Regions from separate parts of the Sus scrofa genome. Here region 2 is linked to region 1. Evidence: chromatin contacts called from public promoter capture Hi-C data. All regions are on one chromosome and are shown on one strand. The core of a region is the stretch at or near the end of the contact, and the rest is flanking DNA. Distances in the headings are between cores, read along the strand shown. Region 1 holds the start of TAP1 (transporter 1, ATP-binding cassette, sub-family B (MDR/TAP)). Region 2 holds the start of RXRB (retinoid X receptor beta).

Evidence for each region. Promoter capture Hi-C pulls out the DNA fragments that hold promoters and counts their contacts.
Region 2: a promoter capture Hi-C map of fetal liver shows a contact between it and region 1, with 3 times the contacts expected there. The contact joins the promoter of RXRB here to the promoter of TAP1 in region 1. A contact is called at or near these places in 2 of 5 promoter capture datasets (fetal liver and liver), 5 of 47 Hi-C or Micro-C datasets (embryonic fibroblasts, heart right ventricle, liver and 1 more) and 2 of 2 datasets of contacts at active chromatin or transcription factors (alveolar macrophages and skeletal muscle).

The regions. Positions count from the first base shown.
Region 1 is chr7:25,068,334-25,075,970 of Sscrofa11.1, reverse strand. It overlaps TAP1 (transporter 1, ATP-binding cassette, sub-family B (MDR/TAP)), which reads left to right and starts at 4,183. Exons shown (of 11, transcript NM_001044581.1): 1 at 4,183-4,788; 2 at 5,254-5,368; 3 at 5,503-5,633; 4 at 7,169-7,374. The coding sequence starts at 4,203. PSMB9 (proteasome subunit beta 9) reads right to left here and starts at 3,774. Exons shown (of 6, transcript NM_001037961.1): 1 at 3,529-3,774; 2 at 1,643-1,710; 3 at 561-692. The coding sequence starts at 3,588.
Region 2 is chr7:25,239,531-25,247,167 of Sscrofa11.1, reverse strand. RXRB (retinoid X receptor beta) reads left to right here and starts at 4,514. Exons shown (of 10, transcript NM_001190246.1): 1 at 4,514-4,745; 2 at 5,424-5,671; 3 at 6,195-6,351; 4 at 6,712-6,891. The coding sequence starts at 4,514. SLC39A7 (solute carrier family 39 member 7) reads right to left here and starts at 4,158. Exons shown (of 7, transcript NM_001131045.1): 1 at 3,328-4,158; 2 at 3,071-3,239; 3 at 2,870-2,923; 4 at 2,573-2,737; 5 at 2,282-2,422; 6 at 1,879-2,075; 7 at 1-603. The coding sequence starts at 3,738. The coding sequence ends at 331.

The DNA.
Region 1 (7,637 bases), core at 2,934-5,433:
CCAAGTGACACCTGAAACTTACAGCTGCAAAGATCCTAACTCCAGTTCCCCTCCCACGTGTACAGGCGAACCAGTCTCACATCACCAATGGGTAAGATTTCATTTATTTCCTTCCTTTACCCTGTCCCACCCCCACTCCCTAGTGACATAACTCTCTTGGCTGCAAGAACGCTGCCCATGTGGGGAAAAGCAGATAAGCTTTACTTCTGCCCCAAATGACCTTGGTTTCTCGCAGGTCACTGCCTGATATTATGGTGGGCCATGGTGTCATTACCTTCCTCATTATTTATATGAGGGTACTGGTTTGCAGTTTTCAAACCCCTTTCCTGCTCATCACTTGATCTAGTGAGGTAGGGTAGGTACTATTAATATCTCTACTCTACAGGTGCAGAAACCAGCTTCAAGAGATTTAAGTGCCAGTTCAAGGCTAATAAAAGCGGGAGCCAAAACAAGAATTTTTCATTTTCCACTGCAGTGTTCCTGGACCAGGACACTGTATAGGGGTTCACTGGTTGGGGAAGCTCTAGCTGGGGTGGACTGAGGACCCCAAAGCTTCATACCCATGGAGCTCCAGCTGGTAGGCGGCCATGTCCGCTATGGCCTGAGCATCAGCGGCTGAGCCAGAGAGCGCACAGTAGATTCGATGATGCAGGGGGGACAGCTTGTCAAACACTCGGTTTACCACCGCCTCTCTGTCAAGAAGAAGGCAGAAGTCAGCAATGTCAGAAGTGCCCAAATTCTTGATGTTAATCTCTCAGTGTTTCTCAAATTTACTCCATAAGAGAACACCTTCAGAATACATTACATTTAATGCATGAATGAAAGCCAAAAGCAAAGAATCATCTCAAATAAATGAAACGCTGCAGGCGATGGTCAAAATTAGACTTATTTTCAGTCTTAGACTTTTACGATAAAACAAAAAAAAAAATTAAGAATAATGTTTCCCTGCAGTTCCTGTCGTGGCTCAGTGGTTGACGAATCCGACTAAGAACCATGGGGTTGCGGGTTCGATCCCTGGCCTCGCTCAGTGGGTTGGGATCCGGCGTTGCCGTGGGCTGTGGTGTGGGTTGCAGATGCAGCCTGGATCCTGTGTTGCTGTGGCTTTGGTGTAGGCCTGGCGGCTACAGCTCCAATTAGACCCCTAGCCTGGGAACCTCCATATGCCGTGGGCTCGGCCCTAGAAAAATACGAAAAGACAAAAAAAAAGAATAATGTTCCCCTTATTAATTTTTCTTTGCTATTAACCATCTGGAGGAAGTTATGTGTTCTATGGGAACATTAAATAGTATTGACCAAATCCTATATATATATATTTTGTATGTGAGGAAACTAGCCAGAAGGGAGGAAGATGAAATTAGTTCAACACACAGTGGATGAGAAAACACAATATCTGCCTGGCAGAAGCATTTTTTTCTATCTCTAAACACAGGTGGCAAGAAGGTCTCTGAAATCTCTACCCCCCAAACCCTTTAGAGTCCCGAAAAAATACCCACCCAATATCTTATTATAGTGGCCTTTCTGAAAGGTTAAATCAGTGTCTCCAAAGCACCAGTTCATCAGTCTCTTCATGAATGGTTAAGAAAAACGTGTGTTTGGGACCATTAGCTTCCTTCCAAAAGTATACACCATCACTTGTACTTACCCTGCAGACACCCGGGAATCAGATCCCACCACGACGCCCCCATCAAACTCCACCGCCATGATGGTTGTCTGCAGAGACACAGAGGAGGGACTATCAGAGCAGGAAGAGCCTTGATCCCTTCATGTGGAGGGATCCCTTCCTTCTTGAGGAAACAGCCTCAAGAGAGGGGAGATGTCTGGCTCAAGGTCACACGGTCATTGAGGCCAGAGGGGACTTCCAGTATTGGATTTTTTTTTCCCTCCATCTTTCCATTTTCTCTCTTGTCTCTCCTGGCTGCAAGGGAAGGTCAGAGCCTGGCCATGGTATCACACAGAAGGAAGGGCATCCCTGAGCCCCAACCTTCCTAAGTGGAGTTCTTTGCATCGTAAAGAGAGAGACAGGGTGAGGTGCCTAGAGGCAGAAGGACTCCTTTTGATTAAAGGGTGGGGGAGGGCACTTCCAAGCACCCAGAGGCAGCTGTGCAAGTGAATTACCTCCACATCTGCTTGCTGTGTGTACAGCTGTGCTACCGACCCCCCCCCCCCCCAGCAAGTTACCGTGATCATCTTGGGAAACAAGGTAACAAGCTCTAGTTTTTTTTTTTTTTGGCCCGGAATCATCCATCCCACACCTTTCATCAGAAGTGAGCTTTCAGTTTATTGAACAATGGAAAACACCTCAGAGGTCAGTGGTTAGCATGGCCAGTGAAAAGGAAGGAGGAAAGAGCAAGAAGCACATGAGACAAAGGTTTCATTCAAGGATTTCTGATCAAGACGCAAATAGATATCTCAGTAGACAGGGGAAGGGATTTGTACCAAGGGAGCATTTGATTGGGGAGTTTGAGCTGACTTTTCCAGGTCAAGAAAGGAAATTAAGGAGAAGAAGAAAGAATGAAGGAGAATAAAGGTACAATTTTAACTCCCGTTGAGTTGGAAAGAACCTTTAGAAGAAACTGAGTCACTGAGAAGGTGAGTGACTCGTCCAAAGCACACAACTAAAACCCAGGTCTAGTTCTCATGCTTTGTTCTGACTTCTTACTCTCCACTGCTCATCTGGCTGTGAGGGGAGATTATCTGATTTATAAATGGTTTTATGGCTCTCCTTCTCACCACTCCATAAGTTACCTTGGCCCCCAGGGATATTAGCCTGAGTGTTCATTTTGACCTACTGATTGGTCATGAATAGCCCACCAGGGAACAGGGGCAACCCCATCCTAGAGGGTGTTGCTTTACAACAAAGCTGCTCTGACGCTGAGTGGTGGCAGTAGTTTGAGAGCAGAAGCCAGCCAGTCTTGGGCTGCCATCTGCCCCCCGGGGGCCCAACCTGGGCAAAAGTCCCCCGGCAGGTGTGTGCAAGACCTTGGAAAGGGAGCATGGCAGCGCCTGGGCCAAGCAGGAGCCTTCCTGGGCCCAGCTGGAGAAGGGCACTACCAGCTCACATAGAACCCCCATGATCAGACTATGAGTTACCCAAGGGCTGGCTTATCAAACGGTTGTGTCCCTTCTCCATTAGTACCCATACTCCCATCTCTCAAGCGCTGTCCTACTTCACCCAGGGCACAATTTCCTCATCTCTGTGCATCCTCTCCAACCCCCTCCCTTGATTTAACCATCCCCCCCCTCCAGTCCAGAGTGAAAGCGAAAGCGCTTTGGAACAGCTTCCCCTTAACGCTTCCACCTAAGGGCCAATGCATCCCCTTTCTACCAGCCTCGCGTGCCCAGTCCCTTCGCGGACCCCTAGACGACCCCCTCCAGAACAGAGACGCCTGTATTCATTTCAGGGTGCAAGCAGCTGGCTGCTACAAGCTATCTCCTCACGCTTGTTAGTCTTCAAATTTACTCCTTGGCGCTTCCAGGGTCCCCTTGTCGCTCCACCCCTCTGCTGGCCCTCAAGCCCAGACTCATTACCCCAGTGTGGACTTCTCCGGCCCGGGGTAAGTCCCCAGTAGGTCCTCCAGCCCGCAGCATCCCGGTGCCACGCTCCTCGCTGCCTTGGGCACTGGTTTCCGACCTGGGACAGCACGGGGTGAGCTGCCTTACAGCCCCGCCCCTTCACCACGCCCGCCAGGGGGCGCCCGGGTCCGCTCCTTGCGGCTTCGCACCCCTGCGCCAACCTGTGTGGTGCAGGTCTGCCCGGAGACAGATGACGTAAGATCCCTACCAAAGGGCTGGGGTGAAAAAGTCCAGACCATTGGATCCCGCAAGAGGAGGCAAGGAAAGAAGGAGGGTCTGGCGTTGGTGATAGTGAAGGTGGAGCGCCAGGGCTCCTCCCCCAAACCTCAGATCTGATGCCAACGCCCTCCTCCAAAATAGTCCGGGCTGGCCGCCTTGGGGAAGTGGGCGGGTCTAGTGAGCCGGCGGCCGCTTTCGTTTTCCCTTTCCCATAAACCGCTTGCTTCCAGCTCGCTGAGGCGGTCCAGGTCGGTTCCCGGGACTTTCCGAGATCCCCGCCCCGGCCCGCCCCTGGACCCTCCCCGCTGCGGGTCCGGGCCTGCTCGGGCACCCACTCCGACAGCATCCAGAGAATCCAGCCCAGCAGGGATAGCGAGAGCCCCAGGCCGGGGGTCGACCTCGTACGGCCAATGGCCAGCTCGGGGTCCTCCGCTCCCTGCGGGTGTCTCTGCGTCTCCCGAGCTTCCCTCCCTTGGCTGGGGGCAGCGCTGCTGCTTCTCGCCGACTGGGTGCTGCTCCGGCCGGCGCTGCCCCGGATATCCTCCCTGCTGCTGCCCCCAGCGCTGCCGCTGCTCCGGGTCTGGGTGGTGGGCCTGAGCCGTTGGGCTGTGCTGTGGTTGGGGGCCCGCAGCGTCCTCAGGGCGACGGTTGGCTTCCGGGAGAAAAGCACAGGACTTCGGGGATGGCTGGCAGCTTTGGAGCCGCTGGCGGCGGCTCTGGGCTTGGCTCTGCCGGGACTTGCCTTGTTCCGAGAGTTGGGCTCGGGAGCGGCTGACAGCACGCGGCTACTGCACTGGGGGAGTCGCCTCGATGCCTTCGCCCTCAGCTATGCGGCGGCATTGCCCGCGGCCGCCCTGTGGCATAAGCTTAGCAGCCTTTGGGTGCAAGGAAGTCACAGAGGCTCTGGAGTGACAGTGAGCCGGCTTCTCGGCTGCCTGGGCTCAGAGATCCGCCACCTCTGGCTCCTTCTGACCCTGGTGGTCCTCTCCAGCCTTGGTAAGGGGGATGCGGGGGGAGGGAGAGGGAGGCTAGAGGGCTGGGTAGGAATCAAGCCTAACGGTCAGTGAGATAGACAGGTGTGAGTTCTCGGAAATGTGGATAAGAGCAAGCCCACCCCGCTCAGGTCCACTTGGTGGAGAGGAAAGAGCCCTGGACTGGGTGGGAGTCAGGAGTCCTGGACTCCAGTGCTGCTCAGGTGTTGCTTCACTGGCCACCTTGGGCGAGCTCTTTCCTCCTACCATCCTAGGCTTCTTAATTAACCCTCTAAAGGTCTGGTGAGGCCACAGGATTACGAGTTCCCCGGGGGCCCATTCCAGTGCCGAGAGTGTGCGCTGTTTCTGCAGGATAATGGGCAAGGGTGAAGGGAGGATGGGCGGGAGGTGCAGCCTGGTTAGAGCTGAGCTGCTTAGGCTGCTTAGACTTGCTCTTTCTGACCCGCCCATCTCTCCTCTCCCTCCCCAGGGGAGATGGCCATTCCGTTCTTCACAGGCCGGCTCACTGACTGGATTCTACGAGATGGGGCAGGTGCTGCCTTCACGCAGAACCTAACTCTCATGTCCATCCTCATCATAGCCAGGTCTGACTGCTGAGCTTGGAAGGCTGGGGACGGGGGACCCTGAAAAGGGCGCAGTTGGAAGTTGGGGCCGCCCTCCAAAGTGCACTTCTACGGGGTCCCTGACCGACCGGCCCTCCTTCTTTGTCTCCCTCTAGCTCGGTGCTGGAGTTCGTGTGCGACGGGATCTATAACAGCACCATGGGCCGCGTGCACAGCCACCTGCAGGGAGAGGTGTTTCGGTCTGTCCTGCGCCAAGAAACAGAGTTTTTTCAGAAGAATCAAACAGGTGTCTTATGAACCTCTTTCATTATCCGTCTGTTTTCTATTTGTATCCCCACACTTCATCTTTTACTTATAATCTTGATCTTTCTCTCACACACACACAAATGGTGTCCCTTTTTATTCTTGATGTACTTCAAGAGCAAGATATGCTCTTTACCTTTAGAAAAGCCTACTGTTGGAGTTCGCCGGTGGCTCAGCGGGTTAAGGATCTGGTGTTGCCACTGCTGTAGTTCTGTGGCTGCTGTGGCTCAGATCGCTGCTGTGACTCAGTTTGCTTCTATGGCGAGGTTCCATCTGGCCAGGGAAATTCTGCATGCTGTGGGAAGGGCAAAAAAAAAAAAAAAAAAAAAAAAAAAAAAGACAAAACCAAAAACACAATAAAACAAAAAAAAAAATGATTAACCTACTGTTTCCACCCAAGATTTTTCCATAAACTATCCCTATAAGTGTATTTAGGTAGAATTTCAAACCTGGAAATTTTGAGATTAGAGAGTCTAGCTGACTCATTTTACAGAGAAGTGAAATGAGGTCTAGACCTAAATGCCAACATTTGCATGGATGCACATGGATGAAGACAAACTTGAGAGCAGAACCCATGTCTTGATTCCCAATCCAGTGCTTGCTGTGGTTTCCTGGACTGCTCTCTAGTAGTCTCTCCATTTTTCTCCAGCTCTTGTATGACCAGCTTAAGTTCTTCCTACCTATGAGCATGGTATATACAAGTTCTTTAAGGAACAGACACCTGTCAGAGAAACAGAAGTTCACATGGGCATCCATTTCTTTAAAAATTTTTTTTTCTTTTATGACTGCACCTGTGGCATATGGAAGTTCCTGGGCCAGGGGTTGAATCAGAGCTACAGGTGAGGCCTGTGCCAGTCATGGCAACACCTGATCCAGCATCTGTGACCTACGCCACAGCTTGTGGCAACAGCTGGTCCTTAACCCACTGAGCGAAGCCAGGGTTCCAGCCTGCAACCTCACAGAGACGGCGTCAGGTCCTTAACCGCTGAGCCACAGTGGGAACTCTGGGCATCAATTTCTTTATAGTTAAAACGAAGGTCTTTGGCCAGGCTTTTCCACTCTAACACATTTTTCTTGCATTATGTTTCAGTCCTCCCCCAACCACAGACCTTGTTTTCCTGACCTTCTTTGTCTTTTTTTTTTTTTTTTTCCCCGCTATTTCTTGGGCCGCTCCCGCGGCATATGGAGGTTCCCAGGCTAGGGGTCGAATTGGAGCTGTAGCCACCGGCCTACGCCAGAGCCACAGCAACGCGGATCCGAGCCAAGTCTGCAACCTACATCACAGCTCACAGCAACGCCGGATCGTTAACCCACTGAGCAAGGGCAGGGATCGAACCCGCAACCTCATGGTTCCTAGTCGGATTCGTTAACCACTGCGCCGCGACGGGAACTCCTTTTCCTGACCTTCTTAGAACACTGTGTTGATGCCCTTCGCTGTGGCACCTGGCTCATTGCTCGTCGCTCCCATCACTCTGAGCCTCCTGTTCACTCCACTCTCTTCTCTTGAACCCTTGGCAGGTGCCATCACATCTCGGGTAACAGAGGACACATCCACTGTGAGTGTGTCTCTGAGTTCGGAGCTGAGCCTCTTGCTGTGGTACCTCGCACGGGGACTGTGTCTCTTAGGGCTCATGCTCTGGGGGTCACCTCCCCTCACCATGGTCACCCTGGCCGCCTTGCCACTGCTTTTCCTTCTGCCTGAGAAGCTGGGGAAATGGCACCAGGTATGTCTAGGGAGTTGCCTCAACCTACACTGACCCTCATCCCAGACTTGGTGGGCTCAGATCCCTTTCCTGGCACCTTCACTGGTTCTCCTCTTTGTGGGACTCCTTGTCCCTGTCGTCCATGTTCCCAGATTGCTCAGTGTTGATCTTCACATCCCTTGTGTCTTCTCTTCTAATGCCTGCCCACAATCTGTCTTTAAGAACATGATCACCCATCTCAAGAATATGCTCCCCTACGACGCTTCTAAGTCATTTTCCTCTTC
Region 2 (7,637 bases), core at 3,265-5,764, 170 kb before region 1:
GAGGTAGACCTTGGAGAAGCCTGTGTGGCAGCTTGGTCCCCTGTGAACAGGTGGGGGTGGGAGACAAGCGCTAGGCTGCCATAACTCTTCTCTCTTCCAACCTTCTTCATGGTTCCACTTAGCATCCCAGACCCAACTGTGGTCCCACTGGGCTGGTCAACCCCAGCTCTAGAGCCAAATCTTGAAGATCTTTAAGCCAAAGTCACCACTTCCCTAGGATACAACTCCTTCCTCTGGCAGATATCGGAGGTCAGGGCCCCCAACCTCCAGACCCCTAACCTGAAGGGCTTAGGACTTTGGGGCTGGAGTGGGGGTGGTTTACCCTGCCTCTCACTCGAGGTGGGCAATCAGCACCATCATGACCACTCCCCCCAGCAGCCCCAACACCTCCAGAAGTGACTGCAATGGTGATGCCTCCCTCAACAGCTCAGGCAAGACCGAAACCGTTGCTACATAGATAAAGCCACCTGCAGTGAATGGCAGAACCCAGCCAGGACCTGTGCCACCTGCAACTTCACTGCCCGCTGCCCCTCCTTCGGTTAGGAGGGCAAAGGCTGTGCCTGCCAGTGCCCCTACTGCCGTCAGAAGTTGTAGACGCATCGCCTGGTGGGCAGAAAAGAGAGAGAAAAGCACTCACTAACATCTAGAGGTTATCAGTGGTTTAGACAAGGCTGGAGAGGTATAGGTGTACATGGATACAGCGCATGTCTTTGGAAACCAAAGAGTAGGCAAAAAGGGGGGCATCTAGAATAGACACTTTCCATTCAGATGGCGTATGGACCACAGTTCAAGAAATACTGAGGAGTTCCCGTCATGGCGCAGTGGTTAACGAATCCGACTAGAAACCATGAGGTTGCGGGTTCGGTCCCTGCCCTTGCTCAGTGGGTTAACGATCCAGCGTTGCCGTGAGCTGTGGTGTAGGTTGCAGACGCGGCTCGGATCCCGCGTTGCTGTGGCTCTGGCATGGGCCTGTGGCTGCAGCTCGGATTCAACCCCTAGCCTGGGAACCTCCATATGCCGTGGGAGCGGCCCAGGAAATAGCAACAACAACAACAACAAAAAGACAAAAGACAAAAAAAAAAAAGAAATACTGAGCTACAAGACGAAATAGAACTTTTCATCCCTCATTTATAGAAGTTCGGTTGCCAACAATACTTCAGAGATGCTGAGTTCAGTTCCAGAACACCACGATAAAGTAAATATCACAAAAGTGAATATCACGATAAAGCAAGTTATGTGAGTTTTTTCGGCTTCCAGTGCATATAAGTTATATTTACACTATACTGCAGTCTAGTAAGTGTGCAGCAGCATTATGTCCACCATATACACAGCTTAATTAAAAATTACTTTATGGAATTTCTGCTGTGGCACAGTGGGTTAAGAATCTGACTGTAGCAGCTTGGGTCGCCGCAAAGGTAAGGGTTCGATCCCCAGCCTGGGAACTACCATTGCCACGGCCGCAGCCATTAAAGAAAAAAAAAAAAAAGAAGGTACTAAAAAATTCTAATCTTCATCTGAGCTTTCAACAAGTTACAATCTTTTTGCCGTTATGACATCAAAGATCACTGATCACAGATGAACATACCAAATGAGATAAAAATGAAAAGGTTTGAAATATTGCAAGAATTACCAAACTGTGACACAGAGACATGAAATGAATAAGTGCTGATGGAAAAAAATGGCGTCAACAGACTTATTCAACACAGGGTTGTCACAAGTTTGTAAAAAACACAATATCTGTTAAGTACAATAAAGAAGCACAATCAAACTAGGTAGGCCTGTAGTACAACTTGCTTGGAACTAATGGGTGGCAGTCTGAGTTTGGGCTGGGTGAGCAGGGGGTAAAGGGCTTGAGACAACCATGTCTGGTACACCAACCTGCTTTTTGCTGCAGCCAGACTGGACCAAGATGGCAAAGTCCCCCACTTCATGGGGCACTTCATGTAGCAGCACAGTCATCGTGGTCAGGATCCCGAGCCCCCGACCTCCTCGAAATGAAGCACCAATAGCTAGACCATCCGTGAAGTTGTGTGCCAGGTCAGCAGCCAGATTCAGATACCCTGACACACGCAAGTCTTGTACAGGAGAAAAGAAAGATGAAACAATCAGAGGCACTCCTCAACCCTAGTCCGAACCCTAGTCAGCCATTATCACATCTCCCCCAAGAGACCACTTCATGCCCAGCCCCAGTGTTTCCAGACACCTGCCATTACCCACAGCCCTTTTCCATGTAACTCGTGATGATGCCCCTTGTCCAAGTGTATGCAACCCTGGCCCTCACCTGACCCTGCTTTTTCCTCTCCAGAATGCTGAGGTCTCACTGGCCCATCTTTGGGCCTTGTGCTCCCTCCTCTTCTCTTCCTCGATGCCCCTGCTTCCTTTTCTTCTTCCTCTGAGCTCTGCTTTTCCTTTGAAGGACACTCTGAGGGGAAAAGAGGAGCTGGTAAGAGTGGGGAATGGAGACCTACCAATATGTCCTCAAAAGGGGAGTCCCCTCCCACCCAGGAGCCATAAAATGAGCAGATTCAGAGGTAGGCAAGACGGTTTTCATTAAAGTATTTCCTAGGCTCACCCTGTCTTCCATGTCCATGACCTCCATGCGTGTGACCGTGAGCATGTCCATGTCCGTGACTGTGTTCATGTCCTCCTTTCACGTGTCTCACAAATTTCTCCACCACAAGAAAGGCGACAATTCCACTGAGGACCCACAGTCCCACAGACAGAATGGGGCCCTGGCCTGGGGATGGACACATTGAGACATTAAGAGAAATATAGATTCCAGACTCTTCCTCCCCAAGTAGAGGAGAACAGGGAGGGACAGACCTTCCCTAGCACCCCAAACCATTATCTCCATCCTCCCCTTCCTTACCACTGTGGGAATGTCCGTGTCCGGGCTGCTCCAGAGGGTGGTGAGAATGGGGTTCTGGAAGAAGTGGGGGAAAAGGTTAGATAAGGGAATATCCCACACAAAAGGTGTGTATTGGGGGGACACTAGAAGGTCAGGGATCACAAAGAGGAAAGAACCCTCTCATTCAAAGAATAAAACACTCTAAGATTTGAGGTCACTTACCCAGAGCATGAGGAATGAGGTGCAGGAAGGCATCTCCCAAGAGCCCACCCGAAGCAAAACTCAGCAGGATCTGGAGCAGAGAGCGGTGCCGAGGTGAGTTGGACTCCACCGGGATAAGGAAGAGGACGAAAAATGGAGCTGCAGAGATGAGCACTGTGGCCCCTAGTGCCTAGTGAGGGAAAGTCAGGGGTCAAGAGGTGTGGGACTTCCCAACAATCCAGAACTCGCCCCCCTCTGCCCCATCCCGGGGGACTCACATAGGCCCAGAGAGTGACAGTGTCCAAGTCCTGCTTGATGCCTGGAGCCCCAGATTCCCCATAGCCTCCATGGCTGTGCTCATGGTCATGTCCGTGTCCTGGGTGGTAGAGGCTCTCATGGGAGTCGCCATGAATATGGCCATGGTGCAAATCCTCATGTGAATGTCCATGATCGTGACCGTGGGTATGCCCATGCCAGATGCTCTCATGAGTATGGCCATGGCCATGGGCATGGCTGTGTCCATGGTGGAAATCCTCATGTGAATGCCTGTGGCTGTGGCCATGCAAGTCCTCCTGCAGGTCTTCGTACAGGTCGCCATGACCCCCGTGTCCGGCCACTAGCAGCCCCAAGGCTGCCCACGTCAGCAGTCCCACGGCCACCCTGTGGGGGGCCCCCAGGCCTCTGGCCATCACGCTGACCAGAGGGACACAGACAATGACTCCACTTGACCCTCAACTGTATACCTATACAGGGTCCGCTTTACTCCGATAGCGCCCTCTGTCCACGTCTATGGACCGCTTCCCCGTCCCATTCTGTCCCCACCCACATTGTCCCCAAGATTCGTTTTCTTTATCCCGAACCCCTTCCCGGATGTAGGGCCCCCGGGATACCGCTCTAGGCTTTGATCCTCCACTCTTGGACTCTCTGGGCCCTCGTCTCTATGGCCCACTAGTTGAGAAAAAAGGCTTGGAAAGGACAGCAGAGAAAAGCGGGCTATTCTCACCGGCTCCGGGATCCTCTCCTTTCCCGGTTTGCTCGGACGTGGCAGTCCCACCTCCAGCTCCCGCGAGAACAGGGAATTCGGTTCTACCTTGGTCCCAATACTTTACCAATATGGCCGCATCCCGGTAGCTATGAAGCGCGCCTGTCCTGGCGCGCACGCGCGAGTGTGGAGGTTATTTGAGGGGATGCTGGGCGAGGCCGCTTAACAGGCTGGAGGAGACCGCCTCCTCGGTTTCCAACTAGACGAGGGGGCGGGAACTAGCGCGGAGACTTCCCGTCTATACCAAGATGGCTGCCACATCGGCGCTGTCATTTGGGTACAGAGCAGAGCGAAGCGCTTAATTTGACTCGGTTCAGGCCAAAGTCTTTTTCTCTGGGGCTTCCTCGTGCTAGCCGAATTCCCCGATCAGTTCTTGAGAATCCCTGGTACCCTCTCGGCATCCCTACACTCAGCCAGGAATCATGTCTTGGGCGGCTCGCCCGCCCTTCCTCCCCCAGCGGCATGCCGCAGGGCAGTGTGGGCCGGTGGGGGTGCGAAAAGAAATGCATTGTGGGGTCGCGTCCCGGTGGCGGCGGCGGCGGCCCTGGCTGGATCCCGCAGCGGCGGCGGCGGCAGCGGCAGCCGGAGAACAACAAACCCCGGAGCCGGAGCCGGGGCAGGCTGGACGGGACGGGATGGGCGACAGCGGGCGGGGTGAGTGTCCTAACAGACGGACAGGCAAGGCAGTGACCGCGTTATCAGCAGCCCCTACCCCCCCTCCCCTGATGCTCTTTCCCAGGCGCTCCCGCCCCCTTGTTTGTAAACACGCGTCCCCTCCCTCCCGAGGGCCTTAGCGCCCTCCCCCCGGGGCGGGGCGGGGAAGGGGAGCTTCCGCCGTCCGAGGGGTGGCCGGCCGCTTGAGGCCTTACACTCCTGAGATCCCAGGAGTGGGACAGTAGACCTTGAGCTTGAGGATTCTGGACGTTTGAAGGCAGATTCTGCGTCCTAGGAGGGGTCTCTTCCGCCTGTCTCTTTTCCCTGCTTGGTTTGGCTCCAAACTGGGAATGGAGGTGCTGACTGGTCCACACCACGTGCTGCCCCACCCACACGAGATGCCCCAGGCCTGGGGTGACCAAATGCATTGCTTGGAACGTGCCTCACCTGAACTGTCCTCTTCTTTGGCAACCCCTTCCTCTCACCACAGTTAGGAGTTAAGCCGTTGTTTGACAGCAGGGTACCTCTGAACTTAGGAAGGGGTGGGTGGGGTGGGGTGGGGTGGGGGTGCGGTGGGGGATCAGAGAAAGAATTAAAAGTCTCCGGTTGGATGATCGAAGACTCATTTTCTCTTTTTGTCTCTCCTGTCTGTGTCTGCCTGTGTGTACCCCTCCCCAGACTCCCGAAGCCCAGACAGTTCCTCCCCAAATCCCCTTCCCCAGGGGGCCGCTCCCCCTTCTCCTCCTGGGCCACCCCTACCACCTTCAGCAGCTGCATCCCTTGGAGGCTCTGGGGCCCCACCCCCACCCCCGATGCCACCCCCCCCACTGGGCTCCCCCTTTCCAGTCATCAGCTCTTCCATGGGGTCCCCTGGTCTGCCCCCTCCAGCTCCCCCAGGATTCTCCGGGCCTGTCAGCAGTCCCCAGGTGAGAGGTTGTGACCCACTTCCTGCCTCTCCACTTTCATTTCCTGTTTTCCTGTGACTCCACATCCTTGAGTGAACTTCCCCATGGCCCCTTGACCTGCCAGGCCTGAAGTCCTTTCGAGACCCCTTGCCCTTCCTGAAGTGACTGATCGTTCAGTACATGCCTCCTCCCCGACCCTATAAAAGAACCCAGGTGTTCTTGATGTCCCTTTCCATCTATTAGTGATTGTTTTTTTTTTTTTTTTTTTTTTTTTTTTTTTGCCCTTTTTGTCCCAGCTGCCCTTCTGAGATACAAGCCTTCGGGGCCATTGTGTTGCACAATTTCAGGGGGACCTTTATATCTCATCCTCTTTGGGGTTGTGCTCATTGGGGGTGGCCCTTCATGGGCACTGCAGTGTCAATAATGCCCTTTGTAGTGTGCAATGCAGGGCCCTGCCTAGTGGTAGGGAGTGATTTCTGTCACCTCTGAAAAATTATCCTTCCCAATGAGTCTTCCTGTGACTTCCCTATTTCCCCCATCCCAGATTAACTCAACAGTGTCGCTCCCTGGGGGTGGGTCTGGCCCCCCTGAAGATGTGAAGCCACCAGTCTTAGGGGTCCGGGGCCTGCACTGTCCACCCCCTCCAGGTGGCCCTGGGGCTGGCAAACGGCTATGTGCAATCTGCGGGGACCGAAGCTCAGGTATGAGACTCAGAGGACCAGGAGGGAGGAAGAAAGAGTGTTCCACATACCATCACCTGTGGGATTCCCAGGGGCCACTGAGGTTGCATTAGAGCAAGTGAGCTGGGGAGCTCTGATGAGAGTTAAAGAACCTGCAGCTCAGATTTGGGATGTGGAGTGGTCAGAGGGAGGAGGGGGCTGGTGTAGGGTTTTGAACATAAGAAGAGTGAGGCTGGATCATCCCTCACATCCTGGTTCCCCATCTCTCTACTTGGCAAACAAAGAGCAGACTTAAACTAGATTTGCTGGGGGGAGGGTGGCAAGCATGTTTGTGGTGCAGGGTCTACACACAGTCTTATTGCTCTTCCTCTCCCATTGTAGGCAAACACTACGGGGTTTACAGCTGTGAGGGCTGCAAAGGCTTCTTCAAGCGCACCATCCGTAAGGACCTGACCTACTCGTGCCGGGACAACAAGGACTGCACGGTGGACAAGCGCCAGCGGAACCGCTGTCAGTACTGCCGCTATCAGAAGTGCCTGGCCACAGGCATGAAGCGGGAGGGTAAGGGCCTCCTCACGTAGGCCTCCCAGTCTGCCCAGTGGGAGAGGAGGCAGGAGGTAGAGGGAAGACCTCAGCACAGACTGTATCTCAGGAAGGCCGGACTCTTCTTTCTCTCCTCCAGAGGGCGGTGTTTGATTTTTCTCTGCTCCTCTCTTCAGCTCTCCTCCCTGGGACCCTGGTCTGGTCCCTTGAGTTTCCTTCTTAATGCTTCTGCCCCTGTGACCTGCACCTCCAGCGCCTCCCTGGTCTGGTGCTAGGCTAGGATCACTTCTCCTTCCCCACCTCGCTCACCTTCTCTAACCTAAAGAGTTCTTCCTCTCTGACCCAGGGCATCCACTCTGGTCTCCATCTCCCTGTTCCCTGTGTTCTCTCCTGCAAACTCTAGGATTCTGCCCTCTTAAGCTACAGCCTTTACTGAAGACGTCAGGGCTTCTTTCCCTCTTTTAAATCTCTAGCTTATCTTCTGAAATCTGATTCTGGAATTCTTTTTTTTTTTTGTCTTTTTTGTTGTTGTTGTTTTGTTTTGTTTTTTAGGGCCACACCTGTGGCATATGGAGGCTCCCAGGCTAGGGGTCCAATCAGAACTGTAGCCACTGGCCTACGCCAGAGCCACAGCCATGTGGGATCCAAGCCGCGTCTGCAACCTACACCACAGCTCACAGCAACGCCAGATCCTTAACCCACTGAGCGAGGCCAGGGATTGAACCCACATCTTCATGGATACCAGTCAGATTCGATTCCACTGA